Regions from separate parts of the Mus musculus genome. Here region 2 is linked to region 1. Evidence: chromatin contacts called from public HiChIP or PLAC-seq data. All regions are on one chromosome and are shown on one strand. Each heading gives the region's core, a stretch centred on a gene start, on an enhancer-like site or on the middle of the called end of the contact. The rest is flanking DNA. Distances are from core to core; before and after follow the strand shown.

Region 1 (2,700 bases), core at 104-2,603:
GGAAACTTCCTGAGCATCCTGGGCCCACATTCTGTTCATATAGAGGGCAGAGGACTACTTACTACTGACTTGAAGGATTCATCACTGTGAATATCAGCTCAGAATCTACTTGGCACACCCCTGATGAGGGTCAGGAAGAGAGTGGACCCCAAGGAAATGATGGCTCCTGACCTGCATGGAAAAGACACTACTACTACTACTACTACTTCCAATGTATACAGAGGGCGCTGGAGAGATGGGCCCATGGTTAGGGGCACTGGCTGCTCCTGCAGGGGATCTAAGTTGGATTACCAGCACCCACCCAACTGCCTGCAACTCCAGTTCCAGAAGATCCAATGTCCTTGACTAGGCTCTGCAAGCAGTGTATGCACGACACAGACACACAGACACAGACACACACACAGACACACAGACACACACACACACACACACTACATCGCAAAAATTCTTCTAAAAATGTTTATTAAATGGGGAATGGCATTCAGTAACCAGTAAAGGGAGGAGAAGCCATACTCTCAGGTCCTGTTGGCAGAATCTAACATGCAGTAGCTGTTCAATAACTGTGACATTGAAAACCATCGTGAGTCTTGAGCACCTCAAAAGGCAACAACACTTAGCATCTACTATAGTCCAGGTACTATAAAGACCCGAAGGAACTTATTTTTAAAAGGAAAGCTAGAATTTGACTCCCAGATTACCTGATGACCAGTCATTATATGATGCTGGACCATGCTAATTTCACTCATGAGGATGAACAGGCATGAAGCAGGATCTACCTTGGGGAGGATAGATGTTTTATGAATGAAATCACGATGGGTTGTGCAAACAGTCTGGCAAATCTGGACCCTATAGCCAGCATCCCCCACAGGGTGAATGAGTCAGTCAGCTCTGCGCTGTTCAGTGGTGTGGCCAGCAGGGCAGAACTCCTTAGAGGTTTTTCTGTGGCTCTGGGGGTCTCTTGGTTGTGAGAGGATGGGTACTTTACCAAGCTGCCTTGGCAGCAACTGTTGAATGCAGTTTATAGCAAAGGTGACAATGTCCTTCTCTTCAGGGTCAAGCTGAGCATCGTGGCTGGACAGAATCAAGTGTCCCTAACACTGGAAGGCTGGTCTGCTTGTCCAAGTCCCTCCCCATCACCTGAAAAAGATTCTGTGCCGGTAAGTTTTTGTCAACGTGATACAAGCGAGGGCCATCTGGGAAGAAAGAGCCTCAGTCGAGAAAAAGTTTCTATTTGAGGCTTGTGGGCAAGTTTGGTTTTGTTTGTTTTTTGATTAATGATTGGTGTAGGAGGGTCCAGCCTACTGTGACTGGTGCCACCCCTGAGCAGGTGGCTCTGGGATATATAGAAATGCAATCAAATCAAGCCATGAGAAGCAAGCAGGTAAGCAACGCGCCTCCATGGCTCTGCTTCAGTTCCTGTCTGCTGGTTCCCATGAGCTCCTGCCCTGGCTTCAGTTAGTGATGAACTGTGATCTGGGAAGTGTGAGCTGAAATCAACCCGTTCCTCCCCAAGCTACTTTGAGCCATGGTACTTACCACAGCAATAGAAAGCTGCCTGGTGGGCTTGTTCTTTGGGTCACTCAGAGGAAGATGTCTGCAAGGTCCAGACTTCTGATGAGACGTAGCTATGCCATTCTTTGCCAGATCCCTAGATATTGTGTTGTCTGGTCTCTCTAACTAACTGTGAATGCCATTCCTAAGGCATCCTTTGCCAGCTTAGGGTAGGCATCTGGCCAGGCTGGGGCTGAGGAAACTAGGGAGGTAGGGAGAAAGGACCCCGCCAACCAGGCTCAGGATAGTAGGCTTTCCCAGTGTTTCTCAGGCTTAGAGGACATACCTAGCAAGCTTCCTATGTGGGTAGTGTGAAGACTGGAGAGAACAGAATTTTAGTCAGATGTGCTCAGTTGCTGTTGTGGCTCCTCAGGAAGGTGTTGTGGGTTGAGATGGTCCTCTGCACTTCAGCCTGGCTCTGTCAGGCCAGCTGTGCAGTCTTGGGGAAATAGCTGAACCTCTCTGAGCATTGATTTGCTCAGATAAAAAATGGTGAGTGATAGACCTGTCATCACAGTCATTGTAAAGGTGAACTTTGATCTCCCACTGTGAGACACTGAAGAGGGACATGGGATCTGATGTTAGATGCTTGGAGGAGGGACTGCAGGAGGTAGGTGCTCGGGGTTTGGTTGTCAGGTCTTCAGGGTGTAGCCTTATGGTCAACATGCAGATACCTGTGCAAAGATGGAGCCAGGGCCTTGGATACCGTTGGCTGGGTGAGGGCTTGTTTGCATGCAGGCATCCTGGATTCAGTCTCTGGAACTACCAAAACAACTACCAGATTTATAAAGAAGAGGAAGCAGGACTCGTGTGACTCTCCCTATCTGTCACCATGACTGCTGCACCATCTGAGACTCGGCCAGCAAACAGTCCCTTGCCAGACACCTGGGGCCATGCGCATGCACTTCCCACCTCCTAAATTATGAATCGAAGAAACCTTTCCTCTTCTTAAACATTAAAAAGCTACACTTATTAATTTGTGTGTGTGTGTGTGTGTGTGTGTGTGTGTGTGTGTGTGTGTGTGTGTGTAGGCCAGAGGACAACTTGTACAGTTGGTTCTTCCCTTCTACAGTGTGAGTTCTGTGGATCAAACTCAAGTCATTAGTCTCGGTGGTAAGCACCTTTACCCAACAAACCCAAACCTTATTT
Region 2 (2,700 bases), core at 58-2,557, 790 kb before region 1:
AGAAAGAACTTGGGCCCAAAGAACAAAGAACAGTCTACCAGGACCTGCCCCGTTTCCCTGCACAGAGTCAGGACAACCATTCACAAAGCACTTACCTGCTACCTAAAGCACAAACAGCTAAGCTAAGGCTCAGAGGGCATGGAGTACTTTGCCCATCACTTACAGATCTAGTTAGTGATGGTTGCCGAGATCTGAAGCCAGGGCAAAGGATCCCAAGCCCTACTACCACTGTGGGGCTTAGGGCTGCACAGAGATTTTTGAGGACTGTATTTACAGGACACGGAAAAGGTCAGACCACACAAATAGGCTTCTGGCCCCTCCGGACTGGCTAGATTGGGAATCCCACTGACACCTCCAACTCTGCTTGGCCCTACCGTTAGCATTGTATCCAGGCCCTTCATGTCCCTGAACCTAATTTTCCCTGTTTGTAATCGGAGGGATAACTACTGTGACAGAAGACTCAGAATGGTGCACTGTCCTGTTGACTTGAGGGTCCACAACTGACCAACAACCCCTTTTTATCACTGAACCTCAGTTTCCCCTGCAAGAGGGGCTGCATCAGATATTCCCATTCCTCTTGCCAACTCTGTTCCTGTGTTTCTGTGGTGTTTGGAGAGGAGGATAGGAGAAAAAGAATGGGGGAGAGAGATAGCCCTCACCCCAACCTTTGCTTCCTGCTCTAAACCATCTTGGGAGAGGAGGGGAATAAGGAAGATGGGGTGGTGATGAGGGGCCAGGGAGAAAAGGCACGGGATGAAAAGAAAGAGATGAAAGAAAAGTAAAGTTTGTTAGGGTTAGGAGACCCGGTAGGGGTACAGGGTGCGGGGGATGGGGTAACCTAGAGACCGGGCAGAAGTGTGGGTCTCGGAAGATAGCCTTGGATGGAGGTTGTGCAGGGAAGCGGCCTGTTTCAATGAGGGTCAGAAGAGGACTGCACTGGGTTCCAAAGAGAGGCCGACGGGGACTTCACTGGAGAGCCTGGGGGGCGCCCAGTGTTGGGGACTTGAGAGGCCAGCACAGCAAAGGCGGGAAGAGGCTGGGGGCGGGGCTGCAGGCCCAGCCAGGCCCAGGCGAAGAGGCCGGGGGCTCCCACAGGGGTCCGCAGGGGGGGGGCAGGGGAGCAGAGGGGCGGCCGGGACAGGCTGAGACCCCTGAAAACGAGTCCCGAGCCCCCACAGGGCGCACCTGAAGTCTTTGTCGCTGGACGTCATCTTCTCCAGCAGGCTGGAGATGTAGAAGGCACCGGTACTCATGCTGGCTGCGCCGCGGGGTTGCGGGTCGAATCGAATATGGCGGCGCGGCCTCCCCTCCCCTCCACCACGCCCCCTCCCCCACCGGCCACGCCCCTTCTCTCTCTCTCTCTCTCTCTCTCTCTCTCTCTCTCTCTCTCTCTCTCTCTCTCTCTCTCTCTCTCTCTCTCTCTCTCTCTCTCTCTCTCTCTCTCTCTCTCTCTCTCTCTCTCTCTCTCTCTCTCTCTCTCTCTCTCTCTCTCTCTCTCTCTCTCTCTCTCTCTCTCTCCCCTCCTGTCCCGAGCAGGACTGAAGTAACGGGCCTGGCCCCCTCTCCTGGACAGCTCTGCTCAGCATGGGCACCAGCAGCTCACCACCCGGCCCTGACCACGCCTTCTCCCGATTGTGCCTTGAAGACCCCTTGACTTTGCTCTCTCAATGGCACTCATGCAAACAGGGACATGGGATGGCAATTCCAGATTCTACCAGGTTCCACACAGCCAAAGAACCTGAGATGAATTAAGGACGGACTTCAGGTTCCCAAAGCCGAGAGCAATAGCTGTTCCCTAAAGTTGATCACAGTTTTCCCCAGTTAGGAGGTGTGTGTGTGTGTGTGTGTGTGTGTGTGCGCGCGCGCGCGCGTAGATCTTTAGGGGGACTCTTTAAACTGGAAAGGAAGTGTCGCTTCAAATCTCTGCTACCTAGCTTGGGGAGTCACACAACCTCTGCTGGCTATTTTTAGTTACTCAAAGGAATAAAAGAAACCTTTATCTTTCTTGCTTTGTTTTGTTTTTTCTTTTTTGTTTTTGTTTTTGTTTTTTGAGACAAGGTTTCTCTGTATAGTAATTGCTGCCCTGAAACTCACTTTGTAGACCAGGCTAGCCTCAAACTCAGAGACCTGCCTGCCTCTTTCTCCCAGGTATTGAGATTAAAGGCATGCACCAAGACCCTGGTTAAGAAAGTTTTATCTTAAATGTATTAAAATTTCTGTTTTGGTTCTTCTCTACCACAGAGCCACACCCTCAGGTTGGTAAAAGGAAATCTAGGGGGCTGGGGTGTCTCATACCTGCAATTCCAGAACTTGGCAGGTGAAGGCAGGAAGGCAGGAGGATCAAAATTTCAACCTTGGCTACATAGATCCTGTCTTTAGAAAAAAAGATAAAGAAAGGAAGGATTTAAATGAGACATCTGCTACATCTTTGATTTCCGACTCCTAATCCAACTTCTCTTCCTCTAGATGACTGAACAGTGGCTACAAAGTCCCAAGCCTTGGAGGCTAGGGACCTCTACATTTCTCCTAGTCTTCTTGCTCCTGTCTCGCTCACACCTATGTGGCCATCCCAGAAGAAAGTCATTGTTTCATGAATGAGAAGGGGAGACAGCCCTTCAGGGGACTGTGAATACTCCCAGGGAGAAATATAGCAATCACTTGGCACCTTAGGCAGTTATTTAGTAAATGACAGTGGAGACA

The links. HiChIP or PLAC-seq counts read pairs in DNA pulled down with a chosen protein or histone mark.
Region 2: a contact with region 1 is called in a FOXA1 HiChIP or PLAC-seq map of pancreatic cancer cells. The contact joins the promoter of Cand2 here to the enhancer-like site in region 1. A contact is called at or near these places in 1 of 39 promoter capture datasets (cranial neural crest), 1 of 115 datasets of contacts at active chromatin or transcription factors (pancreatic cancer cells) and 1 of 9 other capture datasets (macrophages).

The regions. Positions count from the first base shown.
Region 1 is chr6:114,981,489-114,984,188 of GRCm38.p6, reverse strand. No RefSeq gene overlaps it. Among named protein-coding and RNA genes, the nearest start is that of Gm38876, 37 kb to the right of the region's middle. Within about 2 kb of position 1,353, at least 8 of the 459 cell types and tissues checked have an H3K27ac peak or open chromatin away from gene starts, as enhancers often do. A contact at or near this core is called in pancreatic cancer cells, where this site is marked.
Region 2 is chr6:115,773,164-115,775,863 of GRCm38.p6, reverse strand. Cand2 (cullin-associated and neddylation-dissociated 2 (putative)) reads right to left here and starts at 1,307. Exons shown (of 15, transcript NM_025958.2): 1 at 1,186-1,307. The coding sequence starts at 1,253. It overlaps Mir7660 (microRNA 7660), which reads right to left and starts at 207; the gene lies at 145-207.